2 separate regions of the Sus scrofa genome follow, and region 1 is linked to region 2. The links are chromatin contacts, called in public HiChIP or PLAC-seq maps. All regions are on one chromosome and are shown on one strand. The core of a region is the stretch at or near the end of the contact, and the rest is flanking DNA. Distances in the headings are between cores, read along the strand shown.

Region 1 (4,654 bases), core at 813-3,312, 290 kb before region 2:
AGAGCTCTTAGAGAAGAGGTGACAGGGTAAGGTGTCTAAGAAGGCAGAGGAAATCCTCCACCCCACCTGGAAGGCTCAGAAGAGGATTTTCATGGTTCCTGTGGCTCCTCAGAAGAAGCACAGAATGCAGAATGGGAGGCATGAGTTTGGGGACAATCAAGTGACATGTCCTTAAGGATGGGCCAGGTGGTTGGGGCATGGATGCTGGCAGAGACAACCTGGAAACACAGCTGTCCCGCTCTCTGAGAGCATCCCCAGTCATGGATAGAGATGAGGAGAAGCAAGGCGTCTCTCCAAGTAGACCACATGCGCCTCCTGGGCAGAAACTGCCAAATGAGTGAAGACTACCAGCAGCAGAGAGAACTGGATCCCGCAGAGTGGACAGTGAGCCAGACTCACATAGCATAGCTGCCTGCCCCTCACAGGCAGCCGGCCTGAGAAGTCAAGCCCTGCCAACTCACAGATTCCCCACTTCCCCCTCCAAACACTGGCCACTGAAGCCTGGAGTGGGAAGTGGGGGGAGGTCCCCGGGACGCCGAGCACCTCTCTACCTGTAGGGTGGGGAGGGGAGGAAAGGAGACCAGGGTCCCTCCCTCTCTAAGCCCCGACCTGAGGTGGGGCTGGCCCTGGGGAAATGGAAGGAGAGCTCTAAACTGCATGAGAAACAGGACTCTAAAAAATAAATAGGTTTTGAGTCTTAAAAACTGGAATGATATTCTTTCAATAACTGAAAGTGATCAGGAAGTTGTAGAATCTGCCCAGATGTTATTAAGGGGCTGAAAGATATGATGCCTTGTAGCCCAAGAGGCAGGAGGGATGAGAGAAAATAAAACCATTTCAAGTGTGTGTTCCCTAGAGTGCAGACCATGGCAATTGCCTGGTTATGTGCAATGCAGTAGGAAGGCTATGGATATTAAAGTCAGGCTGACTTGGGTTTTGGGTCCTTGCTCAGCCACATTCTTTGCACATGATTTTTGGCAAATTACTTTTTGCACAGTTTCCTTAACTGTGAAATGGGGATAGTTTGTAACAACAGCCTTTCCGAGATTTGGGGCAAGATTAAGTGCAATCCGTTCTGGGACGTGTCTAATGTGATGGCTGCAGCATAGCTCCTTGAAAGGGAGAATGAACGATTACTATAACGCTAGACAGATGTGGTAAGTCAAGGACTAATGGCCAGAGTAGCTGTCGGATGTCATTTGCAGTAGTTGGACGTATCGAATTTGCTAAGTATTTGATGTTTTCTGAATCCCAAGCTCTCCTTTTCAGTGAAGGCAGTAGATTTTCAAAGCATTCTTCTGCTCAATTTGGAAGTTTAGATGTGTCTAACTGGAATCTAATATGATGAAGACCGTGAAAAAGGGCCTCTTGTCTTGATCAGAAAGATGAGGACGCTCCAAAGAGGAGATCTGAGGCAGGGTTTCTGCCAGCCTCTGAATGCGCCACACACGCTTCACTGGGAAGACCTCTGAATGACATACTCTTGGCCTTGGGAGTGCATCCTTGGCAACCTTGGCAGGAAGGGGTTTTCATGTTGCCAGCTCGGGGCTGGCTTGAGTGTCTCTCTCCCGACCCTTCCTTGTCCCCCACCCAAGGAACTTTTGTTTGTGTGATGGCCATTGTATCTCTTCCCTCCTACTTTTGTTGGCCCTGGCCCAGCCTTCCTTGCCACATCCTCCAAGCTCAGACATGCATGTGGGAGCTTTGCTTGGAGAAGGCCTCCGCCTTGACGTTATCATTCTCATGGGGTTCCTCATCTCTCTTTACTTTGGAACCTTGCTTCCCTGGTGACCCACTGAAAACCGAAGTAATGCTGGCAAGAAGGTGATGCTCTACTTCCTTGCTGGCATGAGAAGGGGCAGTTGCAGAGCCGCGGAGTTAACAAGAAGGCTCCTTCTGCCTGTGGATGGTCGGTTTGTCCTTGGCAGCCAGTGTTGGGTATACGGTAGAGAAGGGTGCTCCTTCCAGAAGCTGTCCAGTCTGTGCTTGAAGGAAGTGCTGTCTTCATTCTGGAATGAGAGCTACTTGCCTGTAGAATAAACTTGGCCTCTGGTCAGCAGACTTATTGTGGGCGGAGGAGCTTTCAACACGCTGTGTGGGCCTCCAGGGGGGTGTGTGGCACAGGCGGGAAGGAAGTGATGAGGAAGAAGAAAAAGGATGGGGAGGGAAGGGGAGAAGAGGGAGGGAGGTGGCTGAGAGCTGCAGCTACTGAGGACCCATCACACATTTTTACTGAAAGAGTGATGATGTCCCAGTACTTTGTGTTTATGAATTTATTTTGATAGCTAACACTTTAAATACTGCTTCCTGTGTGTCAGGCATTGCACCAAACGCTTTATTTGTGTTAACTCTTCATCTTCACTCCACACCTAGAGGTAGGTAGTATAATTATCATCATTTCAGAGAAGGGGAAACAGATATGGAGCCATGAAGTAATTTTTTTTTTTTTAAGATCACACAGCTAGTAAGTGGTACAGCCAGGAATTATATCTTCATTTTCTTTTTCTTCTTTTTCTTTTCGCCACAGCTGTGGCAATGCTGGATCCTTTACCCACTGTGCTGGCTGAGATCAAACCCGTGGCTCCCCAGGGACCCAAGCTGATGTAGTTGGATTCTTAACCCACTGCACCACAGCAGGACCTACTTCTTTTTCTTTTACTCGTCTTTTTTCTTTTCCTTCCTTTTCTTTTCTTCTCTCTCCCTTTCCTTTCTTCTCTTTTTCCTTCCCCTCCTTTCCCTTTCCTTCTCTCTTCACTCATACTGTAAACAAGTGTCTTTTTTTTTGTGGTGATCTATTTGTGCCACATTTTTCACATCTTGGTGCTTTTTGGGGGGTGATGACACTGTTTAAAACGGTCCTCAGGTGCAGTGCTGAAGTGCTGCCCAGTGTTGCTAAGCACAGGAAGGCCCTGATGTACCTTATTGGAAAGTAGCATGTGTTAGATAAGCTCTGTTCAGGCCTTTGAGTTATAATGCTGTTGTCAGTAAGTTCAATGTTAAGGAATCAATAGATGTTAAATACGGTGTCTTTAAAAGGAACACATATAAAATAAGGTTATGTATTGATAAGTAGACAAAAATGTTGTAACCAGAGGTTCACAGGAATCTAGCCTTGTATTTCCTTAGGAGCCATGGTTCAGTATTCTATAGTTTAGTGTTTATGGGGACTTTATAGAATAAAGCAACTGCTGTGAATAATGAGTCCTGATTATATATCTTTTTCTGGCAAAGATGATATAAATATCTCCTTGCCATCTAAGTTTGGCTAGATGTACAGCCATCTCTCTGAGAAGTGTGGTCAATTTGCTGAACACTGCCACTGTACAGGTTTTGTTTTCTCAGTTCTTAAGATCTCATACACAGCATCGTACATGGCGCCTGGGCAAGTGGTTGGTGCTCATTAAATGCTTATTGAATGAATGAGTGAATAAATGAATGCTTCATATCTCTAAGATAACCCAAGCTCGTATTCTTAAGAAAAACATGACTGGACCTGGGTGTCAATATCTCCTTTCTTTTTAAGTAAGTCAGAAAACCTTTAAGTTGCCTTCTAGTTGATCATGAACTACTTAGTGAGCACTGGCTATTGAGATTTTCTGAGTGGTATTTTATAGTTTGCTATACAGATTGTTTATTCCCTTAGTCCCATCTGATATGATTAAGGTGTATTCATCTTGGGTAAGAGTGCCCTCTTGACTTATCAAGAGCACTTTGGTTTGTTGTTGTCATTGTTGGCTTTTCATTTTTAAAAATTTTGGCATATGCACACTGTGGGATATGGAATGAGCACGGTACTGTCTCCTTTGGGCTTGTTCCAAACCCAGCCACTCTATCACAGCACGTTTTATTGTCCCCAAAACATTATCTGAAATTACCTTGCTTTTGGGGGGGGGTCTGTTTGCTTATTTTCTGTCTCTCTTCATATAAGTATGTAGTCCAAGAGAGCTTTTGTTTTTTCTGTTGGTGAATCTTCATCACTTAGACCTACCTTTGGTCTAAAGGTAGGTGTTTAAGAAATGTTTGTTCTTATGTATGTTATAGTTGTGGTAATGCTATGAAGTGTTTTCCTAGAGATTTGATTTAGTGTAGGGAATGAGGAATGTGTCTTTAAGAAAATACTGAATGACTTGAACTCTGAAGAAGTACAAATGAATGGAGGGGCTAGGAGGGTATATTCCAGGCAGAGGAATCAGGACAAAGCGTGGCATGTGGGAGTGTGTAAGATGAAGTCAACATATCTTGAGGTCAAGAGTAGTAGAATTCTTGAGACGAGCCTATGGAGGTAGGAGAGGACAGGACGTTCAGGGATTAACAAGTTTGTACGTAGGGATTTGAAGTTTTATCCTAAGAGCAGTGGGAAGCAATTGCAGAACTCTGAACAGGAAATCAATCTTCTTGCTCCACAGACTGGAGGAAGACAGCTGAGTGTGACCTTTTGTGGTTTTGAAGATCAGACATTCAATTTTTGGAAACTGTATTTGAAGTACATGTAAAGTATCCAGTTGGAGATGTCAAATAGACAATTGGTATACATATTATTGGGCTCAGAGAATAAGGTCTGAGATGAATATTCACATTTGAGTGACTATAGATTGTATTTGAGGTCAAGGGTACTGATGAATTGGCTAGGGAGAGAGTATAGAGTTAGGAAAAA
Region 2 (4,392 bases), core at 909-3,408:
AGCCACGGCAACACAGGATCCGAGCCAAGTCTGCGACCTACACCACAGCTTGCGGCAACGCCAGATCCTTAACCCACTGAGCAAGGCCAGGGATCAAACCCACAACCTCGTGGTTCCTAGTCGGATTCATCAACCACTGCGCCACGACAGGAACTCCGCTAGTGTTTTAAACATGGAGAAATGGAAAGGTGGTTATGCATTTTTTTTTTTTTAACTTCTAAATAGGCCAGTGTCTCTCAGCTTTGGCATTACTTGACATTTGGGCCAGATAATCCTTTGTTGTGAAATCTGTCCCTTGCATTGGAAGCTGTTTAGCAGCATCCATGACCTGTACCTACTAGATGCCAGGAGCACCATTCCCCCGCCCCCTCCCGGTTGTGACAACCAAAAATGTCTCCAGACATTACCGAATGTCCCCTGGCAGGTGGTGGGTGGAGAGGGTAGCATGTAAAATTGCCCCACAAAAGCAAACTAAGAAAAATCTCGGAGAAACCTGAATTTAGGGTCACTTTGTAAGAAAATAAGACAAACTAATGGGAAGCCTTACCTTGTCTATCCTTGCAAGTTTAGCATCAGTACCATACTGAACAGCTACTATTTGAAAGCGCTTTTAAAAGCTGGGTGTACAGAAGCATGTCCTCTGTTCTTCAGGCCCTTAGACTGAGAATATAGTTGGAGACGTACATATGTACCTACACACATAGTTATTACTAAAGGCATGATAACAAGTCTGCTTGTAGAATTGGGTAAGGTTTGCACGAGAGCCATTGTCCACCAAATAAAACCGAAAAACACTCAGTCCTTCAGGGAAGATCTGGGAGACTCTGTATGTGAATTCTTTCCTCCTCTCCCTTTAAAAAAAGTATTCCTGTGGCTATCTGTTCTCTCTGTCATAACTTCATTCCAGAATGAAGTGGGCCCTAGAGATGAAGCAGGCAGGTACCATTTTCCTCTTCCTAGGACACAGATATTTATTTGAAAGTTAATTTTATTTTAATGGGTTCCCACCAGCTTGACTGCAGGCAGAGTGGTAGTGTAAAAGGAGAGCTGGACCCATCTCAGTGGGATTTTTAGGTCATTCTATGCCACAAATTACTTTTTTGGCCCCTGGAAGGTCATTTGAACTCCCTGGACTTTGTTTTCTCCATTTCTGTTCAACTGCTAGCTTCCAGAGTATTTTATCCACTCTAGATTGGAATAAAAATTGTGCCTCTCTAGGCTTGGAATCTTACTTCTTTAGTACTCAGCATGGGACCCTAAATCACTGTTAATTGAGTTGAATTCAATTGCATGAGTAAATGTCAAACAGCATGCAAAGGTGAATTGAGTATCTTTTTCCAGCTCTGAAAGTACATTGACTTCAGTTGCTTTTGATAGCTAGTAATCTGTCTCCATCAATTCAGGGCTTAACTCTCCGATAGCGTTCTGAAAAGCTATATAAACATGAATAAAACTCTAAAATAAAGAGGAATATTTCTTTTGAGTAGGTGTTAAGAGGCAGCATGGCATACTGTAAAAAAAAAAAAAAGCAAAACAAAACCTCTGAAACCAGACTGTCTGGGTTCAAATCCCAGCTCTGCAATTTAGTAGCAGGTGGTCTTAAGCAGGTTACTTTGCCTTTTTGTGGCTGTTTTCTCATCTGTGAATTGGAGGTAATAATAGTTCCTATCTCATAATGTTGATTTGAAAATTAAATAATCAATTCCCTTAATAATTAAAACAGTGCCTAACCCAATCCTAATACTCCATAAATTTTAACTTTTGTCATTTACTAAGCATGACTCTGACAGTACCATATTTTTTATGTAGGAGAGGATTATATGTATTATATATGTATGTATATATATGAAATGTGTGTATATAATATATATTATATATATAATACATCTATATTTTTAACTCCCACCCACTTAGTGATTGCTTTGCCTTCTAACTCAATGTATTAGTTGTACTGATATAACTCCAGGGCCAGCTGCTATGATATCCCTATATATCCTTTCCCTTTATTATTTAAGTCACCACCCCTTGTATGATGGAAATCCACTGACCTCCTTCACTTGTTTTCCACTTTCATACTAAATTTGTAAGAGTCTGAATTTCTCCTGGTCACTTCCTGCTTCCACTTCCTACTCGCTAAGTGCACACTTCCTGCTTCCACTTCCTACTTACGCTGAATGCACAGAACCCACGAGATACCTCATATCCTGCGATTGCACTCACTAAGTCTTACTCTTTAATTTTAAAATTAGAATTAGATTGTCAAGTTCTTTTTGTAGATTGTCCATGTGTTTTAATATGAAAAACTAGATCTGACATAGACATATGCATTCTAGATGAAACTTCTGACATACTTGAGTAAGAAATAGGACTTTGGGCTAGAGGCCACAAAATGGGTTCATAATTATATTACTTAATTACATTGAGCCCAAACTATTTGGTTGGTGACATATGAACTCTCTATGGCAATCTATTTTTCCAAGAAAAGTGAGACTCCTTTTGGCTGCTGTTCCTTGGACAATATGTCATGCAGAATGCATGTCAAAGTCCCTCAGTGGGGCTTGTTAATTTGAAGTGTTGGTCCAGTGGGACTTTCTGATATTTAGGAATATTGTTCTAAGAGTCATCCTTCACGTCTCTTCCCCTTTGTTCACTTCTTTCACTACTCATTGTAGATTCACTCTTTTGCCCAAGCCATCAGCTAAAACCATATTCAGTTAATCTAACAGAAGAGGTATCTGTGCTTTGCAAATAAAATCAGTCATTCCTAAGTAACTGTCAACAGAAGGCTATTTGCTGTGAAATGCTGTTGAATGCTTTTTTGTGTTTGTGGTTTACTGGACATGAAACTGTTTATTTGAAATGTCATTTCATGGAATGTTCTGGTGTCAGTGGACAAAGCCTATGGCCAAAGATGTTATGCTTCAAAATGTGCATTTGGCACATAAATAATAAACCACCATCCATCCCAAAATTCTTCCAACTTTACCATTTTCTGTGAAGTTGGAATTTTAAGTTTTCAAGCCTACACAAGGGGCAAAAATTAGAATTAGCAGTACTACATGGTCGTTGCAATGTGAGATATATGTGAAACATCTTTTTAGAGAAGCATTAAATATAAGCATCTTGACTGTAATTTTTATAAAGCTTGAAAATCTACGTGTTAGAAAAATATTTTATTTATATATTTCTTCACTTGTTCACTCAACAAATATTAACTGTGTACTGATTGCATGTCAAGTGTGCCAGGTACTTTGTAACAAAGAGGAAGGAGACATAGTCCTTGAAGTCTTTGAAGTGGGAGAGATGTTTAATTCAAAAATTGCAGTGAAATTGTTATCAGCTCTTTAATTGAAGTGTGTGCAGATTACTTTGGGCAGCTCATGAAGGAAGGGAGCGGTGAGGCTTGGCTGAGTCAGGGCACCTTCGTGAAGGTGATCTTTGAGCTTTCTTTTATAAAGATAAATAGAAATCCTTGATGGAAAGGGGGCGCAGTGAAGAATTCCCAGCAGAGTATAGCGCTTCCTGTCTTGCACGTCATTAAAAATGAGGAGGAAACAGTTGACAGAAACAGGCTTGGGATTTTGGGGGGAATGGAGCATTTGCAGAATGGCAGGAGATACTCTTTTTACTGGATATACTTATATAACATTCGATTTTTGTGTAACAAACATGTTACTTTGGTAAATAGAAAAAAAAAAAAAAAAACCCTGAAAGACAAAAAAGAGATTCTTGCTGTTGCCATCGCCATTAACACTCTGTTAATAGGAACGATAAGCAGAGGTAAGTAGGAAGAATCACACAGGAGTCACCAAGCCCTCCAGGCCCAGAAGTAATCAGGGGACACAGCTGAAGCCATGGTGTAGTTAGTCTTTGGTGTAGTTAGAGCTTTCTGTAGGCATTTCTAATACAGTGGGTTCCCTCTTGGAGGTGGGGGTTTATCCAGGAAGAGTATTTTCTTCTCCCAGGCCCTGGTCAAGCCTCCCTTGGAAATGTCTCAGGAGGTCTAACCCAGAATAACTGGGTGAGGGAAAGGAAAAGCTTCTAAAAAATGAACACCTAAACGGTAGAGCTAGAGGTTGCTGGAGCCTGAAGCCAACTAGGACTGGTCCAGATCTGGAAAGGAGATCCCGTTAGAAAGGACCTTCCCCTGCAGTCACATAAGTTTGGGAAACTCCCATTTCTTTATTCATCAAAAAAAAAAAAACATGTGGTGGGCATGTCTTCTCTGTGGAGTGTGCTTTGGGAAACGTTACTCGGGGGCGTTACTGGTGTCCCCAGAACTGAAGAAGCATCGAGGAATCCTTGCTGAGTACACTTCATGGAACTGAGTACAACTGGCCTTGGATTTATGTTCACTCTAGATTTTTGAGCCTGTCTTTGGAATCTTGCATT

What was found. HiChIP or PLAC-seq counts read pairs in DNA pulled down with a chosen protein or histone mark.
Region 1: an H3K27ac HiChIP or PLAC-seq map of alveolar macrophages shows a contact between it and region 2. The contact joins two enhancer-like sites. A contact is called at or near these places in 1 of 47 Hi-C or Micro-C datasets (liver) and 1 of 2 datasets of contacts at active chromatin or transcription factors (alveolar macrophages).

Annotation. Positions count from the first base shown.
Region 1 is chr4:39,922,504-39,927,157 of Sscrofa11.1, reverse strand. No RefSeq gene overlaps it. Among named protein-coding and RNA genes, the nearest start is that of CPQ, 69 kb to the right of the region's middle. Within about 2 kb of position 2,062, at least 3 of the 83 cell types and tissues checked have an H3K27ac peak or open chromatin away from gene starts, as enhancers often do. A contact at or near this core is called in alveolar macrophages, where this site is marked.
Region 2 is chr4:39,637,422-39,641,813 of Sscrofa11.1, reverse strand. The region is part of intron 4 of CPQ (carboxypeptidase Q); the gene reads left to right. Among named protein-coding and RNA genes, the nearest start is that of CPQ, 220 kb to the left of the region's middle. Within about 2 kb of position 2,158, at least 2 of the 83 cell types and tissues checked have an H3K27ac peak or open chromatin away from gene starts, as enhancers often do. A contact at or near this core is called in alveolar macrophages, where this site is marked.